Linked DNA regions of Pan troglodytes: regions 1 and 3 are each linked to region 2. Evidence: chromatin contacts called from public HiChIP or PLAC-seq data. All regions are on one chromosome and are shown on one strand. The core of a region is the stretch at or near the end of the contact, and the rest is flanking DNA. Distances in the headings are between cores, read along the strand shown. Region 1 holds the start of TACC1 (transforming acidic coiled-coil containing protein 1). Region 2 holds the start of NSD3 (nuclear receptor binding SET domain protein 3). Region 3 holds the start of ASH2L (ASH2 like, histone lysine methyltransferase complex subunit).

The links. HiChIP or PLAC-seq counts read pairs in DNA pulled down with a chosen protein or histone mark.
Region 1: an H3K4me3 HiChIP or PLAC-seq map of stem cell-derived excitatory neurons shows a contact between it and region 2, with 4 times the contacts expected there. The contact joins the promoter of TACC1 here to the promoter of NSD3 in region 2. A contact is called at or near these places in 1 of 1 datasets of contacts at active chromatin or transcription factors (stem cell-derived excitatory neurons) and 1 of 1 other capture datasets (stem cell-derived neural stem cells).
Region 3: an H3K4me3 HiChIP or PLAC-seq map of stem cell-derived excitatory neurons shows a contact between it and region 2, with 2.1 times the contacts expected there. The contact joins the promoter of ASH2L here to the promoter of NSD3 in region 2. A contact is called at or near these places in 1 of 1 datasets of contacts at active chromatin or transcription factors (stem cell-derived excitatory neurons) and 1 of 1 other capture datasets (stem cell-derived neural stem cells).

What each region holds. Positions count from the first base shown.
Region 1 is chr7:47,125,777-47,128,476 of NHGRI_mPanTro3-v2.0_pri, forward strand. It overlaps TACC1 (transforming acidic coiled-coil containing protein 1), which reads left to right and starts at 1,396. Exons shown (of 13, transcript XM_063817038.1): 1 at 1,396-1,906.
Region 2 is chr7:46,782,036-46,784,910 of NHGRI_mPanTro3-v2.0_pri, forward strand. It overlaps NSD3 (nuclear receptor binding SET domain protein 3), which reads right to left and starts at 1,354. Exons shown (of 24, transcript XM_519713.8): 1 at 147-1,354.
Region 3 is chr7:46,505,329-46,508,298 of NHGRI_mPanTro3-v2.0_pri, forward strand. ASH2L (ASH2 like, histone lysine methyltransferase complex subunit) reads left to right here and starts at 1,499. Exons shown (of 16, transcript NM_001280515.1): 1 at 1,499-1,693; 2 at 2,333-2,399. The coding sequence starts at 1,506.

The DNA of each region.
Region 1 (2,700 bases), core at 146-2,645, 340 kb after region 2:
CCAGCACTTTGGGAGGCCAAGGTGGGCAGATCACCTGAGGTCAGGAGTTCGAAACCAACCTGGCCAACATGGCTTCTTCTTTTAATGCATAGAACAGAGGAAATGTTCTCATTTCCTGCTTGTGAACAAATTCCCAATTAACACTATGAAAACTACTGAGTTTTGTTGCAGGGGTCAACGAGTACCCTAAAGGTTCCCAATTTGTGGTAGCATTTGACAATTCACAGACATGCTACTCCCTGGGCAGTTACCAACAACTGAATCTTATGATCAGCCTCTCAGCCCTGTGTACTTCCACCCAATCATCTCCACAAATCACAACCAGGGGTCTTTCAGGCCTATCCCTGCGGTGGGGGGTGGGGGCAGGGAGCAGAGGAGATGGAGTTTGTAATTTGAAATGGGACCCCATTTGAAAAAAGTAGCCAATTCTTGTGTGACTATTATAGAAAGACCTAGAACTAAGAGAGAGCCTTGAAGACCTGAATCATTACCTGTTACTCCTCTTTACCACACAGGATGCACACTGTGCTGTGGGGAACATGATCACACAGACAAGGCTGAGTGAGGCAGCACCCTACTGCCCACAGTTTAAGAACAGGAACACCTGCATTGCGATTTTTTTTTCTTTTTTTTTTTGAGAGGGAGTTTCGCTCTGTTGCCCAGGCTGGAGTGCAGTGGCGTGATCTAGGTTCACTGCAACCTCCGCCTCTAGGGTTCAAGAGATTTTTGTGCCTCAGCCTCCCGAGTAGCTGGGATTACAGGTGTCCACCACCACACCTGTCTAATTTTTGTATTTTTAATAGAGATGGGGTTTCGCCATGTTGGCCAGGCTGGTTTTGAACTCCTGACCTCAGGTGATCTGCCCACCTTGGCCTCCCAAAGTGCTGGGATTACAGGAGTGAGCCACAGCACCTGGCCTGCACTGCAATCTTTCACCAGCTATTGTTATTATTACTATTATTATCATTAGAGACAGGATCTCACTCTGTTGCCCAGGCTGGATTGCCGTGGCTCAATCATAGCTCACTGCAGCCTCCAACTCCTGGGCTCAAGTATTTGGGACTACAGACACAAGCTACTGTGCCAGGCTAGTTTTTAAATTTTGTGTAGAGACAGGGTCTCACTATGTTGCCCAGGCTGGTCTCAACCTCCTGAGCTCAAGCAATTCTCCTGCCTCAGCCTTCCAAAGTGCGGGGATTATGGGCACAAACCACTGTGCCCAGTCCAACCAGCTATTATTACTATTTTTTAATTAGAAGGAAAAAAAAAACAAAAAGCAGAGGGATGTGGGTGTGTATGTTTCTTGGAATCCAAGCGATCAGGGGGAAAAAATCCGTCAAAAATGTTCTCAGTACAAAAGTTGGCAAAACAGCTCGCTTTTTTAAACTGAACTTTGTAATAGGAGAAATACTCTCACAAGGACAGGATGTTTCTGAGCCAAGTTGAAGCAAAAGAAACTTTTTCCAGCATGTCAGGAACGAAGCTGACGTTCCACTAAGAAAAAAAAAAAAAAAAAAAAAAGAAGTGCTAGAGGAAGGAGTAAGAGGGGAAAAGGCACCAGAATTCAGACGGAGCTTTAAATTCCAGACAGGGCCAGCGTCGGGAGCACGTAGGAGGCGCCCCTCGGAAAGGAGCCGCAGACCCGGCTGACTTCGCACTTGAGCTCCAGCCCCGTGGACATTTCCTGTTCTGCCTCTGGAAATTCAAGCTGAAAGTTACAAAACATCCTTTTCCCTGGAACCAAGTGCTTGGTTGGGAGACCATGCCCTCCCCTTCCTTCCTCGGAACTCCTCCCTGATCGCCCCGTGGCTTCCCCAGGAGAGATGCGAAATCAGCGGTAGCAGGTGGCGCAGAAGGGAGAGGGGAGCGACCCTGGGGACCGACTCTGGGGACCCCCGCCGAAGAGGTAGGAAACGGGGGACTGCACGTTCCTGAGGCCACTTCACACTTATTGAGCAAAACGAGGTGATGTCCTTTAAGCCTGGGGCTGAGGTGTTTCCCTCGCTTGGGTATGCGCCGGGTGGTGGGTGGACTGGCCTCGAATCTGGAATAAGTTCAGGCATTCCTTTTCCCTCTCTCTTTCCAAGTTGAACTTTAATTCTTGGGTCTCTGGAACCACATATTTTGTTTGGTGTGGGAGGTATTAAATGGCAGAATTCTAGGAAGTAAATATTGTGAATCCCTGATTTTGCTCTTTTCTTTATTTTCTTTTCTCTTTTCTTTTCTTTTCCCTTTTCTTTTCTTTTCCCTTTGCTTCTCTCTTCTCTTCTTTTTTCTTTCCGCCCCTGAAATGCCCAGGAGCAGTCATAAATACCTTCATCTGGGAATAGATTCGGGGAGAAGTGAGAAGGGGACAGGGCTGGGAAAAGCATTCTCACCACGGTGAACGGGGCGCGGCTGTTTTCCGGGACCTGGGCCATGTGTTCTTCTGGCCCAGATGCTCTCTCCGTCCCTTCCTTCTGCCCACTGCCATAGGGACAACTACCTTGAGTTGTTTCTCCGGGTGCAGGGATGTGGCACAGACCCTGGTCAGGGCCCTTGAGCATCAGTGCCCTGCGTTTATGGACAGAACTCAGGTGCTGTCTTAAACGTTTCTGTCTGGGGCAGAGCTAACTGGTCTACCCAGGAGCCTGCGTGTAGTCCTTGGCTTCGTGAGGGACACCCGGCAGTCGGTCTCTGGAAGGCCAGCCTTGGCAATAC
Region 2 (2,875 bases), core at 104-2,603:
CTTCCCCTTCCATTCCTCCTGGGGTCTGGCGCTCCATCCCTAGGTCGCCCCCTCCCCGTCGTTCCCTCCTCAGCCCTTCCTAGCACTACACACGCGCGCGCGCGCGCGCACACACACACACATACACACACGCACACGCACTTTACCTTCAGTTTGTTCCATTCTAACCCCCCGGCCGTGTCAGTGCGATCACAGGAGAGACACGGAGGCCCGGAGTGGGGCTGGGGTGCGGGCAGCCGCTGGGGCCGCGCGGGGAGGAGGCGGAACCGAGCTAGGCCGCATGAAATCCCCGGGCTAGATTTTCCCCGCGCCGGACGCCTCTGCCATGGCGGCCGGCACTGAGGAGGGCCACGGCCGGGCCGGGCCGGGCGTGCTGCGGGAAGAGGAAGGCTCGGGAGGTGGGATGGGAAGGGGAGGCCGAGGGACGGGGGTCGCCGCGCCGCCGCTGCTGCCAGAGAGGAGCCTGCGGCTGGCAGCCCGGCCTGGGTAGCACGGTCCTCGGCGCTCGGCTCGGAATTCGCACGCCTCTCCGCGGCGACCTGTGCACAGCCCCCTCGGCCTCCGCCTCCGTGCTGGCCGCCGCCGCCGCCTCTCCCGCCGCCGCCGCGCACAAAGCCCCCCCACCCCGACTCTCGGGGCGCCGCCGCCGCCAAATCCTCAGCCCCTCATTGGCCGCGGGCCGCGGCGCCTGCCGGGAAATGCAGTCCCGGGTTCGGGACGCTGGGGCTCCGGAGGAAGCGGCGAGTCAGCGGGGCGGAGGGGGCGGGAGCGCGAACCAGGAACGCCCGCGGCAGCTAGCGTCTGGACGACTAGGGAGACGGGGCGAGAGAGCCGAGGGACGAGGGACGGGGAGGGACTGTACGTGGGAGAGTGACACACAAAACACCCCGGGAAGCCGGAGGAGGCGTGGAAAGGTGGGGCCCGGGAGGTAAAACTGGGCTCGGCGCGTTCAGTGAGGCTGATTAAAGAACAACGCGCAACCAGCGCCATACGGCGCTCCTCAGGGTGACTCGGCTCTCTAGCTCCTAAGGGTTAGAAGCGACCCTCGCACGGTCCCCGGTGGGTGACCGCGCGAGGGCGGGGCAGTCCAGGCGACCCCTCGGCCGTCTCCCGTCCTACGGCTGTCAGGGAAGGGCTCCGGTTCCAGTAGGGTCTGCATTTGGAAAGCCGGGGGCGATGCAAGACCGCCTTGGCGTCGTCTCCCTCTCAGCCCTGGCTGAGTTGTCGGATGGTCCCCCTCCCCCGGTTGCAAGCAGTAGGAGGCCCGGCCGGCGGCGCCGGCTCGCCGAGGGAGCGCCTCGACCTCCCCAGCAGGCGCCGGCCCCGCGCGCCTCTTCCTGCTCTGCTGCGGCCCGGAGGCTTGTGGGTAACCGGGAGGACGACGTCAGCGCCCGCCGCATCCCCGGGTGCCCCCCAGCCGCGGGGGACCGCGACGGCTCCGTGACCGTCACGTGCCGGAGGCCGCGGCCGCTCGCGGCCAGACCTTCGCATCGAGGGACGTGAGGGACATTTGTCCTAGAGGGCCCAGATAAGAACGAGAGGAAGAACCGGGAGGCAACTCTCCGTCATCCTCTAGCCCCCCGCATCCTAGGAAACATATGGGAAACAATGGAAGGTTAAGTGTGTGCACAGTGATCTAGCCCTGCAGGAGTGTGCCGACCAGGTGATATTTCCTGGGGCCTGGTGATAAGGATTTGGAAGGTTACAGCACAGAGACGTGAACGTAAAAAGGAAACAGAGGCAGCAAGCAAATGAGGAAACCGATACTCTGTTCTGAGAATAAAGCCATTTTACCGCTAGACGTCATACTCTGTAGACGTTATAGTGCTGGATGTCTTTGGTAGTATTACAAGAAATTAGATATCTCTATCTTTAAATATCACTTAAGGAAATTAAATGATTTCTACAGATCAGTTATTTAAAAGGGCACTAATTATGAACTATTTTTTTTAAACGTAACCCGGTTAATACTAGATACGGAGAATTATCAATATTGGCCGGGCGCGGTGGCTCACGCCTGTAATCCCAGCACTTTGGGAGGCCGAGGCAGGCGGATCACGAGGTCCGGAAATCGAGACCATCCTGGCTAAGACGGTGAAACCCCGTCTCTACTAAAAATACAAAAAAGTAGCCCGGCGTGGTGGCGGGCGCCTGTAGTCCCAGCTACTCAGGAGGCTGAGGCAGGAGAATGGCGTGAACCCGGGAGGCGGAGCTGGCAGTGAGCCGAGATCGCGCCACTGCACTCCAGCCTGGGCGACACAGCGAGGCTATGTCTCAAAAAAAAAAAAATTCTCATTACTATTAATCATTAAATATTTTTAAACGTATGCTTTAAGTAGTACCACAAGTTACAGCTATCAGTAAAAGCATACTTTTTATTTGTGATATGCCATTTTAAAACACAGATGGCCAAAGCGGGCCACCAAGTCTAGCTTAATTCTATCTCCAGGAAAGAGGGATTAAATTGGTCTTTTTTTTTTTTCTATGAGCCTTTCTACCTCCATTCTTCTTTTTCTTCCTCCTGTGTCTTCCTTGCTTTGTTGATAAACTGTTGCCTTGACCCGGCACCTGGGTTTCTCCCTTGAGGAGAATCTAGTAAATTGTCCCCAGGGATCTTATATTAGCCTGTTTCTAATAGCTATGCTGACAGCAAGAGTTTAAAATTGGAGTTATGTGAAGTAGATGCATAGTCTTTTCCTGCAAAACATTACAAAATACAGTTAGTATACTTGATCTGGTGGCATATTTAGGAAAATGGCCATTAAAAATAATAGTTTACATTTTCAGTATCTAACATCTTCTGAGGTTTAGACGATGCTTACTGTTCGCCATAGAAAATGAGCAAGGAGCTCATTAAGACAGCAATCTAACACAA
Region 3 (2,970 bases), core at 249-2,748, 280 kb before region 2:
CTCCGTTTCAAAAAAAAAATAAAAAACCGTGCGCGGTGGCTCACACCTGTAATCCCAGCACTTTGGGAGGCCGAGGTGGGTGGATCACTTGAGGTCAGGAGATCGACACCAGCCTGGCCAACATGGTGAAACCCCGCCTCTACTAACAAAAATTAGCAGGGCGTGGTGACAGATACCTGTAATCTCAGCTACTCGGGAGGCTGAGGCAGGAGAATCGCTTGGACCTGGGGTGGAGGTTGCAGTGAGCCGTGATCGGGCCACTGCGCTCCAGCCTGGGCGACAGAGCGAGACTCTGTCTCAAACAAACAACAAGAAAACACAAAATTCTGCGACCATATGTTAAAACTGCTACAATACTACGTATTTGGGAGGAGATACTTAGATCAAGCATCCTGCTTCTCTTTGGAGTACCAACCCCTGATTTCAGTATTTATCACCAATTTTAAAAATGTCACCTGGCAACTCAGTTAGGTCTTTCTTCAATTTTGTTGAAAACCAATAATTGAGAACCAATTGGGAAATCAATATCTACGTATTTCCCATGGCGTCCAGTGGCCCAGAGATTCCTACACTATCGGTGGACACATCACAGTAAGATTAGACTGAGGATTGGCGAGGGGTGCGCCGTTCTTGTGTAAAGCGGGAGAAGAGTGTATTATCGTTAGGCAACATTTTAGGATATAGGATAAACACTGGTGTCCTGAAAACGTTCCTGGCCGCAACACTCTTAGAGGTTTGCATTCTCGAGTTTGGAGACCATGGCTCTGAAAGACTCAACTCACTCCACTGATGCCAGCCACCAGCTACTGTTGATGACTTCCCAAGTTCGTACTTTCAGTCCACACCTCTTCCTTTCGCTGGGCACCAAACTTGTCTACATTCCGAGTGCCCCGGCACACCCCCGGGCTTCGCTTTCCGCCTCTCACAGTAGGAAGCGGCGAGCCGCTTCTAGTGCCCACGCCGCTCCTCGGCTGCCCGGCCTGGGTTTTCCACCCTCGCCCCTGGAATCGGCCTCCCTAGATTCCCTTCCCTCTTAAGATCATTTGGAAACGGGCTCCAAGGGGCGACCCTGCGCAGAAAACCAAATTCCATCCGGGGCGGGCAGGGAGTGCTAGACTCCAAGGAAGACGTTTCCCACATTCGGTGGTGAGGAGTGTTTGGCGGCACGGCCAGCGCTCTCAAGGACCCTCTTCTGCGCAGAATATCCAGTCGTAGCCACGAAAATACGCCGCGTCAGTCCCTGACTCGAAAAGAAGTCCTCCAGAGAGCCGCACTAACCATCTAGCTTCCTCCACCTTCAGCCTGCCAGGCCAGCGGCCACCGCCGGCGCGGGAGGCCGGCCCACCTCTACCCGCGCGCCTGGCCTTAAAGCGGTCGTGGAATTAGGCTTCCTCAGGCAGGCGGTGGACGCACCGCGGGCTTTTTCTGTTTGAAGACTACAGCGTCACACAGCAACGCGCGCGAGAGAAGAGAGTATTCTCGCGAGAAGTCCAGGGGTGGCCGTGATGGCGGCGGCAGGAGCAGGACCTGGCCAGGAAGCGGGTGCCGGGCCTGGCCCAGGAGCGGCCGCAAATGCAACAGGGGCAGAAGAGGGGGAGATGAAGCCGGTGGCAGCGGGAGCAGCCGCTCCTCCTGGAGAGGGGACCTCTGCTGCTCCGACAGTTGAGCCCAGTTCCGGGGAGGCTGAAGGCGGGTAAGAGGTCCTGCCGCCCGAGGAAGACGCGGGAGGGAGGCCCGCCCCTCGCGAATCCCGCGGCTCCTGGAGCCCTGCCGCCCGCCCCCTGCGAACCCAGGCCCCGCCGCCAATGGCTCGCCCTGCCTCTGCGCCGCTTGGCCCGTCCCCTCTCAAGCATATCTCGGATAACGCCCCTTCCGCACCTTTCACGGGCGGTGGGAGCTGAGGCTCCTGTCGTTATCTCTGATCCTTGCACCCTGGCAGGAAGCTGGTAGCTCACAGTTTAACGTGAGGCCTTCACATATTCCAGAAAAGAAACCACTTTGCAGTGCCAGACTGGAAGAAGTAACGGTCACTCTGAAAACAGGGTGGGAGAGCTGCCTCTCTTTGAACCTCTCCCAGGACCAACTCTAACCCAGGTAGATTTGACTGTAAAGGCCGGTTAGGCTTCCCTGTGCTCCGTGGGTCCGCGACTGTCTGACATGTCCACCTTCTCAGTATCCTCACAGTACCTTGGGCATCCAGTCTGAGATCAGGCTTAGCTGAAAAAGCTGCAGGAGTATGAAGTTCGGCTGTAATTTGATCATCATTTTTGGGAATAGGCATTTTGAGGTTTGTCTTGAGAATTCCTACTTGAGCGCTTTCATTATCTTATAGGGAGGCAAACTTGGTCGATGTAAGCGGTGGCTTGGAGACAGAATCATCTAATGGAAAAGATACACTAGTAAGTATTTTTAGTTGTTTGCAAGACAAAATAGGGTTTGTTTTTAATTATTTCTTCTTCTTTTTTTTTTTTTTTTTTTTGCGACGGAGCCTTGCTCTGTCGCCCAGGCTGGAATGCAGTGGCGCGATCTCGGCTCACTGCAACCTCCTCCCCCCGGGTTCCAGCGATTCTCCTGCCTCAGCCTCCCGAGTATCTGGGATTACAGGCATCTGCCAACACACCTGGCTTCTTTTTTTGTCTTTTTAGTAGAGACGGGGTTTCACCATGTTGGCCAGGCTGGTCTCGAACTCCTAACCTCAGTTGATTCTCCCGCCTCAGCCTCCCAGAGTGTTGGGATTACAGGCGTGAGCCACCGCGCCCGGCCTTGTTTTTACATTTTTAAGCGAATCAAAAATACATTCAGGCCAGGCACGGTGGCTCATGCCTGTAATCCCAGCACTTTGGGAGGCTGAGACCTCAGGATCACTTGAGACCAGCCTGGGCAACATAGGGAGACCCCCATCTCTTAAAAAAATAAAATAAAGTAAAATACATTCAAGTCAACTGATTTGAGTCTCGAACTGCTCTGACA